Regions from separate parts of the Mus musculus genome. Here region 2 is linked to region 1. The links are chromatin contacts, called in public promoter capture Hi-C maps. All regions are on one chromosome and are shown on one strand. The core of a region is the stretch at or near the end of the contact, and the rest is flanking DNA. Distances in the headings are between cores, read along the strand shown.

Region 1 (6,899 bases), core at 1,149-3,648:
GGAGGCGTATGCAGAATCACATACACACTGAGGGTGACAAAAATGATTACCAAGGACATTAAACCTAATCTCTAAGAGGGGCAAGGCTAAATGCAGTTTTTAGATTTTTTTTTTTTTTGTAAAGAGTACAATTTTTTTTTTTTACTAAATTAAATTGTTGGAATAAGGAGTACTTCCAAGTTTCTCATACCATCACCATGGAAACAGCTCATATCAGCCATATATTCTTTAAGGCATACAGGTTCCCACATCCAATAAAAGAAAGCAACCACACTTTGGATTCTAAACTGTACTGCAAAAACAACCTGAAACCAAATGTCTTAAAGATACATCACACAGGAGTCTGTTCACAGTGACACACAGGCCGACAGCAGCAGACATCCCCACCTCCCCAGCCCCCAAGCCTGGCTCTGACCCATTACCTCCACTGAGAGCCTCTTCCTGCTTCTCTTCCAACAGTTGCCGTTTCCCCTCCCCTGGAAGCATGAGAATTTCCAGGCCCTCCAATCCCCTCCCCGCCCCCCCAAGAGGGACTCTGGGAGCAGCCTCTTCAAAACCACAGGTTCTTCCCACAGGAAATTATAGACAATCGGGGTCACCCTTCCTGCTGCCCCTTCAGGACCCACCCAGTAATTTAACAGGAAAGTCTAAAAACATGCTCTGAATTCTAGATCCTTGAGAATGTAATCCCACGCTGGGCAGGAGGCTCACAGTGGTCATCCCAGCACCCAGGAGGCAGAAGCAGGAAGACCGGAAGTTCAAGGCCATCCTCAGATGCCTTCAAAGGCACTCAGTCTTGGCTACTTAAGACTGTCTCAAAAAAGAGAAGGCTCAGCAGGTAATTTCGGCTGCTGCCAAAGATGGGACCCACTCGTTAGAAACAAGAGAACCAACTCCTGCAAGCTGGCTTCTGGCCTCCACACACACCACGGCACTTGCACAAAGTAGATAACGCATGTATGACTGACAGTTCCAGACACGGCTGAGGGGGGAAGGAGAGACACCACACGGATGGACAGTCAGTCACATTTTCACAACAGCAAACATCGGTTTGCATGTTAAGCTCCTTTAGAATCCAGGTTCCCCAAGGTTCTACAACAGGTACATCTAAGCTAAGTCATTTTAAAGGCATTTCAAAATTACATGGGTTAGTTAGTACCTTCACCACACAGACAAACCAGGTTAAGGAAGTCTGATGCTTGACGTCACGGTCGTATTTCCATGGGAATGTTTTTGGGATGCGGTTGGCGTCTCAGAAAGGAGGAGAAATGGTACTTCCCCTGGGAAAATGTCCCTGATTCCCTGGCACCAGGTTAATTGCTCACTTTCCGATATTCCCCTGGTGCTGTGAGCTTCGGCTATTACCTTACCACACATACTATTTCTGCACAGGCACTCTTTATTTACACATCTCAGTCTCCCTACTCAACGGTGTGCCTTTTGGGGACAAGGGGGAGGCATATTGGCTCTTGTGGTCCCGTGACAGTCCTGCAACAAAAGGAGCTGGAGTCTCAATCTATAAATATTTAATTAAGTGCCCACCGCCGGTTGTGATGAACCACTGGAGGTATGGGAAGGAGCCTCAGCTTTGCACTAAACACCCAAAGTTAGAGCAGGTTCACAGCTATGCAGGTAACGAGGGAGCCCAGCATGACCAGACAAGGAGCAGGCAGACAGAGTGGTTGTATGGGACTGAGAGGAAGGTGGGCCTACACTATCCACTTTCTTCTGGCACCTCTCACATGTCACGAATATTCCTGGGATTCTCTGAAACCATGAAATCTTTTCAAAAGATTTCACCTTCTGGTCACTGCTTTCATAAGCATATTTTAAATATCAGTTAGGCTCTGGACACTCTGTCTAGTGGGGTATCATCAGGACTCTGTCTCTTGTTCACAGGGTCTGCAGCCTAAGACTGGGGACAGAGAGACAGTTACGGCCCTCGAGATACTGGGCCTATCATAAAAGGATTCCTTGTTTGTGGAGAACCCAGGACAGTAGCCACATCATCATCTCCAGGACTTCCCGTTCCAGGAGGTACCATGGGAGAGCCTAAGGCAACCTGCTGGAGGAGTCACAGCAAGACAAAGGTGCAGCTCGAGGCTCTATACTAAGCGTATCCCTCGAGTTACACCCACAGCAAGCCGCCTCATGAAGGAACAGTGGCTCCCTTCCTTTCTTGTCTAGTCTTCACACACACTTCACTATCTGGGGAACTAGTTACAACTTCTAATGTGTGCAACCCCACGGAGTTAAAAATATATGAAAACTGTGAGTCAGCCAGGCTCTGATAACTCGAGCCGTATCTTCTCGGGAAGCCGCCCGGGGGAGAGAGAGAGCCCACGTGCTGGATCCAGTCAGTGCTGGAAGGCAGCCTCCCATCTGCTCACCACGTGTGTTGGTGGCCATGTCAGCCACTTTCTGAAAGGCGTCCAAGAAGGCAGCTGCTGCTACTACTGTTGTCCTGAAATGCAAACAGATAACAAAAGCGTGAGGAATGTCTCCCTGGCAAATTCATCTCAGCTCTTGGGCTAAAGCCTCCGATCCGCAGCAAGCAGAACCCTCCAGGGACGAGAGCTAGCAGGAGATAGCGTTCTCTCCCTAGCACTCAACCCCAAAGGAGGCCTGGCTGTGGAAGCTACCAAGTGAAACTTTAAGCAAAGAAATAAAAGGGAGGGGTTTCTACCCCAAAGAAGAAAGTATCATTAAAGTATAGACAGCACAGGTGACATCTGCTTGAGAGTAGGAAAGTAATTTATGTGCACGTGAACTGGCAGGGAACCAAATCTTGGAGAGCAGAAAGATCAACATTTCACTGCCAAAAAAAAAAAAAAAAAGGAAAACTGAGGCCACAAGTCAAAAGACATTTTAGAGATCACTGGTTCATACCAGAGTGACTGATGACCTGCCACTGTGACTCAAGGCCCAGCTCAACCCACTGCAGACACAGGGTGCTAGCTAGGTACAGCCTTGCTCCCTAAATCTTCAACCATACAAGACTAAAACCCTGGGTTCTGCTTTGTTCAGGCACAGGATGCTCTTTCAGAGGCATCTTCTCAAGTCCTAAAAGCAACACTGGGGAGAACTAAGGCTAGCTCCTGCCTTGGCAATCTCCTTAATCCTTACCCATGCCCGTAAGCACAACCAGATGGACGCACTAGGCACTCGATGACCTACAACATCACGAACTGAGGAATGACCAGGATCCCAACCATGACAAACCAACAAAAGTCCCCTACCAGGCAAGGACTTCAAACCAAATTCGAAGACTGATATAGTCTTCAAGTGTTTATTACATGTCTCCAGTCTCTACTGAACCTTCCTCCTATGAAGGTAAAGTCACTACAAGAAGAAGCCTCGAGACTAGAGTTCGGAATATAGAAAAAGAAATGGTCTGTCTTAAACACAGCAACAGTGTCTGTGGAACAAGAGGTTTCTAGGAGGTCCTTTAAGCCAAATTTCAAAATCAGGTCTGAGAGTTTCTAACAGATCAAGAATATATTCTGCTTAATTTTAAACAAAAGTTCCTCCCTCTCCCCTCTCTCTTCCTCCCTCCCCCTTCCTGCCTGCCTCCCTCCCTCCCTCCCTCCCTCTCTCTCTCACTCACTCACTCACTCACACACACACACACACACACACACATGCACACATGCACACATTTCATGCATATTTTTAAAGTGTTGACATCAACTGCAAACATTGAAAAAGTTACCTCTATCAAACATCCTGAGACTTATAAATAGCTCATTCTGACTTATGATGAATACCTGACAAGCTGGCTTGATTTATTTACTCTCATTCAATTCAATGCCAATCAACCCTATTTTATGGGCCAGCCGTGGACAAGCCTTGCCCATTACAGTCACTGGAGTAGACTTCTACAGCCAATTAAGACACTGGTCAATTTTGAGGACTTAGGAGCTCTTCATGACTGTCACACTGCACTTTCTGGCAGCACAAAGGACATCTTGGCCCTTTACTTGAGCTCACAGCAAATAGGGAACCACCAAGAGCTAGTGAGATGATTCAGCTTAAACACTCCAAGATAGACAGATGTGCTGCGTCTGCGGTGGTAACCGCAGCCTTTCTCCAGGACACAAAATTAAACCCTCACTTGATAAAATGATAAAGAAATGTGCCCTGATCTCAGAAGACCTAGATGGAGGGAGGGGAAGCAGGTACTTCAAAGTCTACCTTGACTTTTACTTTCTATGTTCAAGACCGGCAGTGAGCTCAGCAATTCAGGTCCCACTACTCTCGCCAGCTAAAGGCCAGGAGAATAATCTTTCTCCAGGCCCACACTGAAAGCCCATCACACAATCAGAGGCTGGACAAGAAAAGGAAGCAGAAAGGTAAATGCTTTAGTTCAGGGGGAGACCTCCTTCCTACCAGAGGGATGTTAACCTACGTGCAATAGGCACAGCGGATGAGAAATGGCCAGCAGACCAGGGTAGCCCCATGACAGAAGGCTGGTGAGCCCTTCAGAAGAAGACCCAAACATAACCCAATGAGCTCAGAAATCAAGGAGACTGTCAAGGACCCGGTAACTGGAGAAGGTACATAGCCAGGCCAATATCTACTTGGGGGTCATATAAAAGGCTGCAAATACCACCCCTCCATAGCTAAAGCTAAAGGAACCCCATGCGTTCTTGCCCAGTTCTTCTTGCTACATTCGAGGAGCCATGTACCCCTTATGCTGGGCCACGTACCTCTAGGCAAGAGCTCTGAGCAGCAACCTCTGGTCCGCCCTGGCACGGGCTTAGAAACGACAAGTCACCCTCCCTTGTCTGTCTGTCACCCAGGTGGCTCTTTTTCCAAGAACACCCCTACTCCCCGCTCCACTGCTCTGCCCTCTCATCCAACTCAACACCAGCCAGTCACTCCCCCAAATTTCGCCATCGAGGATTATCCAGATAGTCGTTCTCGGGTGTCCCATGCTTCCCGGGTTAGCCACCAAGCGCAGCCGTATCTCTTCCCACACTGACTTCATAAAGGGTGGGGCTGCAGCATGTGATCATCTGGTCCATCGGAGCATGCGGTAATGGAACAGGCTCACTAGGCCATACGGGCTTCTTAGAGACAACCGGCAGCACCCCTTGTTTGAGCAGCTTCTCCGGGTATAACCTTGAGCCGTAAAACATACTTCTAAGTGTCTAAGCACCTATCTCTGTGGTGTCTAGTAAACCTAGGATTGCGCGGCCCAGCCTACCACTGCCGAGACCCACTCCATGTAAATGGAACCGTATATCAGTCTACACTGGAGCTCTAAACTCTCTATGTGGAAAGACAATACAGGTAGATGAGAACAAACTTGGATTCTGGAACCGGACCTCTCATGTTTACATCGGTTTCTGTCACTAATGGCTTCTCTATGAACGGGCTGTTATCTGTGCCTCTGCTTCCTGACCAGGAAAATGCCTGTACTTAACCTTGTAGGGCTGATATGCCTGGCACCCAGTGGGCGCCATACAAACATTGCCCATTACTACTCTATGGAATCAACTCTAAGAATTCCTACGGTGGGAGGCAGAGCAGACTTGAGTCTGGGTTCACACGGGACTGGGGTGTGAAGGTGGGACGGGAGACTATGAATTGATACGGCTCTAGGTGCCTGCTTCGCGCTTCTCTGTCTGTGACACTTCTAAATTTAAGCCAGACGTGTGTGCCGATCCACCTCCCTCTGTCTTGCCTAAGGATGTCGCCTTCTCCTGTAGAATACACGCGTCTACTCACCGCAGCTGGGACTGTAGCTTTCCGGCTTTGTTTATGAAGTCTTCCCAAACTGGATAGCTCCCCTAGGACAGAACAAAAGCCAGCAATCAGTCACAGTGTGATGAGCCAAGCACCCAATTCCAACCATGCAAGGAACAATCTGCAGATGTGATCCTCCTCTGTAGGGTTCTGTGATATACACACTAGAGACAGGCAATAGCCCTGGAACCGTTTCAGATGTGCCTGTCCCTATAATCTTGCAAATAAACACAGACACCAACAGGAACCTAGCTCCACAAAGCCAAACACCTACACCTTGGAGTCAGCATTTTGTATGAACATGATGGGTCCAAATTTTAAAAATATAGAACATGCCCGGCAGTGGTGGTACACGCCTTTTATCCTAGCACTTGAGAGACAGGCACAGGCAGATCTATCTCTGTGAGTTTGAAACCAGTCTCATCTTCAGATTTCAAACCAGCCAGGGCTAAACAGAGAAATCCTGTCTTGGGGGAAACAAAACAAAACAAAACCAACCAAATCCCAGGATATACAAGGCTCTCTCCTTGGTCACTGGTGCATACAACATGGCTCCATCTACTCTCCTAACTTTGTCACACAGAGCACAAGGAGGGAGCCAGATGACTGAAACCCCTCCTTAGGACAGGTGGCTATCGAGAAGTAGTATCAGCCTATCAGAATCCCAAGGCTCGAAAATAACCTAAATATAGCCACCCAGCTGATGTTTAACCCCGGCATCTTTGTACACTGTGACAACAGGTGGTTTCCCAGCACACTCCAGCAAGGGACACATCCCAAGCCTGGGCCACCTAAGGCAAGCCGTCTGTCCCTGGTGTTCACAGGGCTCTAGGTCTAGCCTTCCAGAAGCGCTCAGAATCAGCACGGATAATCTTTCCTCTGTACTGAACCCTGAAGTCCAATCGTGCGTCTCCAAGGGACCCCACCGCATAGTCACTCCTTATCCTAGAGCACAGCGGGTCTCCTCCTGCTGAGTATAGCACTGACACACAGATGGGTAGGTTCTGATCTGAGCAGGGCAAGCCAGTGTGAAGCCTGCCACCTCCCTCTCAGCACACATTACATATTTACTGAGACGAGTCAGCGTCCACCAAGATGTGACTCTAAACACACCCAGTAGAGGTAAAACATGGGTGGGGATATGCTAT
Region 2 (6,899 bases), core at 1,723-4,222, 190 kb after region 1:
TGGGAGTAGGCTGAACGCAGGGATCTTGTCAACAGCAGGAAATCCCTTTTCAAACAAGAGTTGAAGGGACATCCAAGGTCAGAGCTTGGCAGGCAAGCGCTTGGCCACCAAGACTGTAACACACACTGTATTAAGAAGGCTCAGGCAGAAGTGGGTCCCAGGCAAAGAGCCTCAAAGACCAGAGATGAACCAGAGAGCTGCGCCTAAAGGAGCCTGTGGTGTGTGTTCAAACCCAAGTTAGTGAATCTCTGTGGGTGAGTAAATGGTAGTGAGAACTGGGCCCATTTCACAAGGCTTGGAGGGTGGGGAGAGCTGAAATGGTGCAAGGGCCAAAGAGCAGGAACTCTGGCCTGGGCCGAGACAAGGGAGGAATTGGTAGAGAAACTAAAGATATGGAAGAATTTGACAAACACTGGTAAAGTTCACAGGTCAGTCACTGGACCACAGGAATCAGAAACTGGACAATAGTGTCCAGCTTTCCTAAGTTTTAGGGCCAGCTTGGCAACCTGGGTCAGGTTGACTGTAGTACTTGTAGGCTGTTCACTGGTGAAGTTTAAAATGCAGAGACCTCCAAGCTCAACCACCAATACATTAAGGAGTCTCAGGTTCAGATTCACAAGGACAAGGGTTCAAGTCCCTGCCCTGTGACTGAGTAGCCAGATGAATTTGATCAAGTTGTTCCCAGGGCTTTGTTTTCTCACCTGTAAATGAATACAACAATGCTTAGCAGGGTGCCTGGGAGGCAGCAGAGTAGCTGATAAATCTGAGTGACTTTGCCCATAACTTTACACCAGTTTCATACTAGGATGTTTATCTCCCTCAGAGCTTAACACTCTCGCTTCTCAGTCTTGAGGTTAAGATCCGGTGTAGACCTGAAGTGCACAGCTCGTGATTGTACACATGATAAAAGAATCAGCAACCAAGAGTCATCTAGTGTGTCTCAGATGCAGACACTGTCTTGGGTTGTAAATGAGAGCAAGCCATGTAGCTCCATCATCCCCACGCCTTCCCCTTTTCAACTCTTTTAATGAGACAGTGTCAGGAAGGACCACATAATCACACTTGAAAGGACTTGTAAACAATGTTTAGGCCTATTTCTTTAATGCCAAAAAATATTCTTGTTGCACTTTAAAATATCAAAATGTTTCATATTGGCGTAACATGTAGTTCCTACTACCCCACTTTAAGCTCCAGGTGGACCATCACCCCGGCCCAGGTTCCCTCGCATCCACGGATGAAATAGACACACACAGACATTAGCTCATTTTTTATATGCTTTATTTTAGCTCAGTGGCCGGGCTTTTCTAAGCCTTCCTTGGCTGTCACGCTCTTCTTTTCACTCCCATCTCAATATCTCTAAGTCTTTCCTCAGTTTAAGTTGCTCAGTTAACTTTAGTCCTAACTCAGCACCCTAAATCTGCCCTCAGCTTAGTTGTGTTTCTGATCTTCCACCTGCTATCCCAGGCCCAGTCGGAGAAGTGGCCAATGGCCACCCCACCCTAGACCTCACATGGCTGGTGACTCTTTCTCCCTCCAAAGCCTGGTGAGTCCTTTCTTCTCTCCTGAGTCTGCTAGCCTGCCTGCGGGAACCTGAAAGTCACACCTATTCCACCCAACCATTAGCCGCTAGCGTCTTTATTGATCGATCAAGAACCAACTGGGGAGCAGAACCTTCAGTGTTCCCAGGCAGATTCAAAGCATCAGAAACACACCCTACATATTGGAAGAAAGTATTTCCTATTTTGTTTTCTTATAGGTTGTCTAAATGTTATTAAGTTGGTATAGCCTCTGATATGATCAATGCCACATCAGGTAATAGATACAATGTCCGGCTTTTTTTTCTCTCTTGCTTTGGACTGCTACAAGACCAGTCAAGATACCAACATTCTAAGGTGCTTGCTGCTCACCACCTCAAGACTTATGTGTCCCTGAAGCTGAAAGCTGGCCTGAGTGTCTTGGCTCACAGACTTAGAAACCTGAAACCATTATGTCAAGCCAGGGTGGCTTGCACCTGAGGGCTGTGTACCTCTTCAATTTGTTTGGTAGAATTCAGTTCCTTGCAGTCGTAGAACTGAGGGCCTCAGCACCCAGAGGTGGGTTGATTTCCTCAAGATCAACAGAGGGTATATCACCTGCTCTAAATTCCTGTGTCACCTTTGGTTGGCTCCTCTCACTGGTCCACCCTCTCCCAGGATAATCCTTTTTCCTGATCTCACAGTCTTTTTATTTGGGCTTTGCATACGATTCCTTCAGCTTTGCCCCATACACAAGGAATGATCATTTTAGAATTCTGAATTTATGGTGGTTTCTAGTTTCCATTCATGGCCTCCTACTCCATCTTAGGGCTGCATCCCAAGATGCCCATCTCCTTTGTAAAGCTGTGAGACACTGCTCACTAGGAGAAGCGGAACTTGATAATGCCAACTTCTGTAAATTCCTGGCTGATAGATCTTGGTGTGTGTATATGTGCACGCACGCACACACACACACAAACACACACACACATGCATGGCCTTCTGTGAGTTCCTCAAGAGTAACTGTGAGTTACTCAAGAGAGAGGTCAGTAGCTTGTTCTCAGTTTGATTTTTATTGCCTGGCATACAGCTCTATTCATAGCAGCCTCTTAACGAGATGGGTAAATGGAAGGAAGGAAGGAAGGAAGGAAGGAAGAAAGGACATTCATTCAACTTTGCTTAACTTCCTCCATGTACTCAGAATTAAATAGCTTTTCTTTAATTAGCAATTTTTTTTGAGCAGTCAGCTAGTTGGTCGATTTCATTGATTTGTTAGTTAAAATCCAAAGCTGCCACCTCTCCCTAACCCCACCCCCTTCACCTTCGTAAGACCATCTGGTTTAATGGAAAGGAAAGGAAAACTTGAGGAAATTAAGTAAATGACGTCAGGGCCTGAGCGGAAGCAGATATGCTAGGGGCTGTTCTTGTCAGCTTGTAACCAGAGAGACATAAATACACATTAGGGGAGAGGAAATTCAAAACAGATCAGGGAAGGAGAGCATGGCTGAGGCATTGAAAAACAGTAAACTCAGAACCTGCGGGGGGGGGGGGGGGGCGAGGCGGCAGCAGGCTGTGACCCTAATGAGTCAGGTCTCATTGGCTGTTATTGTTTGAATGACGTGAATTGTCATAAGTCCCACCCATTCTTGGTAGCACAATTGACTTTTTGAGGGGTGAGGTTTAGGGTTAGAGTGCCTTCTTTTGCTATTTGTCATCTTAATCTTTTGAGAGGAGTCGCTTTTCTTCTAAGTGAGCCCGTCTCCACTCCAATGTCCCGGTTTTTGTGCTAAAAAATTCTCAAGACATTTAAGAAACAAAATATCTGATTCTTGCTTTTCTCTAAGACTGCCATGGCCACTTAAATTGACCAAAAAGGTATGGCTTTCCTCTTAAAGACAAAGTTAGCACACAGATGGTTATTTTGAGTTCAGGAAAGTGACTTCCTTTGCCCATGACAACTTATAGACATACACCTCAAAGTCCCTTTAACTGATCTCGGAGGCAAGGCAGGTCTGTAAGCTGTGCTTCAAGAAACTCCAAGGATTCTGAGACTAGCTAGCATTTTACAAAGGACAATTACAAATTTCTCCTGGGATTCCCAGCAGTGGCTATTTAATTCCAAACCAGAGAGACAGGCTATATGACTGAAGGCAAAAGCCCAGAGCCTGGCTGCCACACTGCTCCCAAGAATATAAAACACAGGAAGAGGAGATTGAAAGGTAGCTTGAACATCAGGACTAATCTTCATACTGATCTTTCTTTCATCTTTTGGCATTTAACTCAGTCTGGCCTCGAACCCCTAATCCTCCTACTTCTGCCTTCCAAGAGCTGGGATTACAAGCATGCACCACTACACCCTAGACCCGTACAATTCCCCCAGCTTTGTGCAGCTGCCAGGTACCTCAACATGTTCCAACTGCTTTGTTGTCTGTTCCCATCTGGAGACCACCAACTGCTTCCTGCTCTTAATGAACTCCCAGGGAGAGAGGTGGCCACTTACCTTTTTCTTGCTGTGCTTGGACTGGGCATGCAGTCCCTGCTTCCCGAACAAGGCCCTTGCCTCCATGTAATATGCTTTTAGACAGGAGAAAGGCTTGCGTATTTTAGACTTCTTGGAAGTTTACTAGACCACACGAGTACTTGGGCTCCATTTCCCTGAATTATTGGGCCCATTGTCACAGTACGGGACTAGCCACAGAGTGGGCAGTGAGGTTAGGAGGATGTCCGTCCTCAGCCAGCTTCCGGTGCTAAAGAAAGGCCTTTCTAGGATGAGGCCACCATTGACACCCGAGTTCTAGTACTCGGCAGGACTTAATTGAAGGAATAAGCAGGGGCCTCGTGATAAATGAGATAAAATGTGGTCCCTGCCTGAAGGCGGCACAGTCTCCTCTTGTCAGGTCGCCAAACCCAAACCTGCTGTGCGCCGTCTTTGGCTGCTAGGCCAAAGGTTTGCGATACCCTGTCTAAGTAGCTTTCTGAACAGACCCACTGTGCCCCTTTCCCTCCATGTGACCTTAGATGGTGCTTGGATCTATCCCCCAAGGCCAGCTTTGCCTACTTGTGACTTCGGACAACTCTTTTGCCCTCTCTGAGCCTCAGATGAAGCCTTCATTTGTAAAATGGAGATAATGTCCACACAAGGACCTCGGTGTGTGAGGCTTGGGTGAGATTCCGTATTATGCGCATTTGCTTCTCTAGCACACACGAAGAGGTGGGGGCAGACCCCCTAAGCTGCCTGTGTGATCAAGGCCACAGTAAATGTAGCCTGGGCACCTAACCTGGGCACGGTAAATGTCAGAAAGCTCTGGGCGTCAGTTTGCACATGTGATTCCCCTTCTCCTAGCCCACCCCTGAATTTCTCTCATTTCAAAGCCTAGCAGCTTCCCCGGTTCCGAATCCCATATCTGCTCGTGGGACTTAACACATCCAGCTTCTCAGGTTTAGACAAAGATTCTCAGTTGTCCTGCGACCTCTTATAGCTCTTGGCCCACCTCTCTCAAGAGGCATCTAGACTTCACTTACTACCCCATACCTCAGTTCCCAGTGGGCTTAGGGCGCTGCACTCTCCAGTGGAGTTGAGGACTGTCAACATAAAGCCCACTAGAATCTGGTGGGAGGTGGGGACTCTGCCCATGGCGGCCTTGATGAAGTCTAATCAGAGGTCAAGATTCTTAGATGCTCTTTTTAAAAAAAACTATAATGTTCCCCTAAGTCCCATCTGACCAGGCTCAGTACATGTATTCCCTTCTCAAAGGAGCCATATAGATTCAGAGTTATAAGCTAAGGCACCCCTCCCCTCGTTATCTCAGGAAATATTCCATTTATTATCATTTCTACTTGTGTGCTTAATGGTTTGTTCACTGTTTTTTTTTCCCCCTTATTTTTATTAGGCTGTGTATAAGAGATGTTCCAAAAGAAGTGACGAGGTAGGGGGTGGGTTCTGCATCCCTTTCATTTTAGGGCTGGAGTCAAAAGTTGCTCATGTAGGGAGAGACATTTTCTTCAGTGGTGTAGCCATTAGTAAGTTGCTCATGTTCTTGTAAATAACCCCTCATTAACATTCCTTGTTGTAACCCTAATTAAACACATTGTTTCATTAAAGAAAAAAAAAGTCTCACTATCTTCTCAGTCACATGACCAAATGCAACTAGTTATATGGTACTCTGGAAAATGTGTGCTTTTCTTCTGGGCATTTATGCAGCCAACTAAAAATTAGAGCTTTCACCGTGATGGGTGGTGATGGATTCTGAGGACCAACTAATGGATTCCGTTTGAGTGTAAGTAACATTGTTGAGCCTTCAAGCATTCAAACATTAGTATGAGTGTTTGGTCTGCGGCGATGTGGTGGTGGCTTAGAGTAGATGGTTGGGTGAAGCTTTAGAGAAGTGGGGGTAGGTGTGATGTGTGAGTTGGAGGTAGATCAACAGATAACCACACAAGCACCTGTGATTGACCAGCGAGGCATGCCCCAGTCACACCAGCGGGAGCTTTCTTCCTATCTTCTTTACCCTTCTCAGGCATTTATTTCTTAACCACCCAGCTAAGTCCTAACCCACTCAGGTTGGAAATCAATGTAGGCAAATCCGATTTGCACCTGTTCCATAATACCATTTAACCAGCTGAAGACACCTGAGTGGCACTCTTCTCTGTAAGCAGGCAGTGGGCTGAGAATGCATGGGCCGGGCATAGTTCCTGAAGGAGTCATAAACTGTAGCTCTTCCACTGCTGGGTCCTTTCCTTTGCCAGACAGACCTGTTATCCATCTCTGTTTGGTAGGAGAAGATGCAAATCAGGTTATCTGGAAAAGAATCATGGTTTCTAAGAGACAGACAGCTGTCACCTGCCAACCTTCTACTCATTAATTCCACTAATTTTGGTGGCGCCCTCTCTTCACTACCTTTTCCCCAGGAAACATGCTCTTCTTCCTGGATTAGACAGGCTATGTGGTCGTGGCTTATCTTCAGAAGCCCAGTGCAAATGTCACCTCTTCTCTGAGACATTTCTGAGCCTCCACCCTCAAAGGCTGGAAGAAAGGCCCCTTCTTTTTCCATCCCCGTGCTTCCTGCTCCTGCTTCTGCTACAGCTTGTCAGGCAGCAAGGAGGAGGTTGCCCTGTCCAGCCCAGCCCAGCCCCTCAGTCCCAGGATGTGCCATGCAGGTTTTCTGAAAAAAAAAAAAATCCATGAGGAGTTATCCATCATTGTTTGGTAGGAGAATATGCAAAGATCCATGAGGAGTTAGGGGGTTGCTGAGGCCAGCCAGCTCCCTGGGTGCTGACTATACACGGCTTCTACTCTACATTTTACATCAGTTAGGAACCCCACACTGGGTCTCACATATCCTATTGCCATTTCCCCTTCAGGGTATCTGATCCCTAAAGACTTTT

Evidence for each region. Capture Hi-C pulls out chosen DNA fragments and counts their contacts.
Region 2: a contact with region 1 is called in a promoter capture Hi-C map of adipose tissue. A contact is called at or near these places in 3 of 130 datasets of targeted methods (cardiomyocytes, embryonic stem cells and pancreatic cancer cells) and 2 of 9 other capture datasets (adipose tissue and pancreatic islet).

What each region holds. Positions count from the first base shown.
Region 1 is chr15:59,052,628-59,059,526 of GRCm38.p6, forward strand. It overlaps Mtss1 (MTSS I-BAR domain containing 1), which reads right to left. Exons shown (of 15, transcript NM_144800.2): 2 at 5,734-5,795; 3 at 2,391-2,464. Among named protein-coding and RNA genes, the nearest start is that of Mtss1, 26 kb to the right of the region's middle.
Region 2 is chr15:59,246,104-59,253,002 of GRCm38.p6, forward strand. It overlaps Gm36617 (a long non-coding RNA gene), which reads left to right and starts at 104. Exons shown (of 4, transcript XR_875370.3): 1 at 104-254.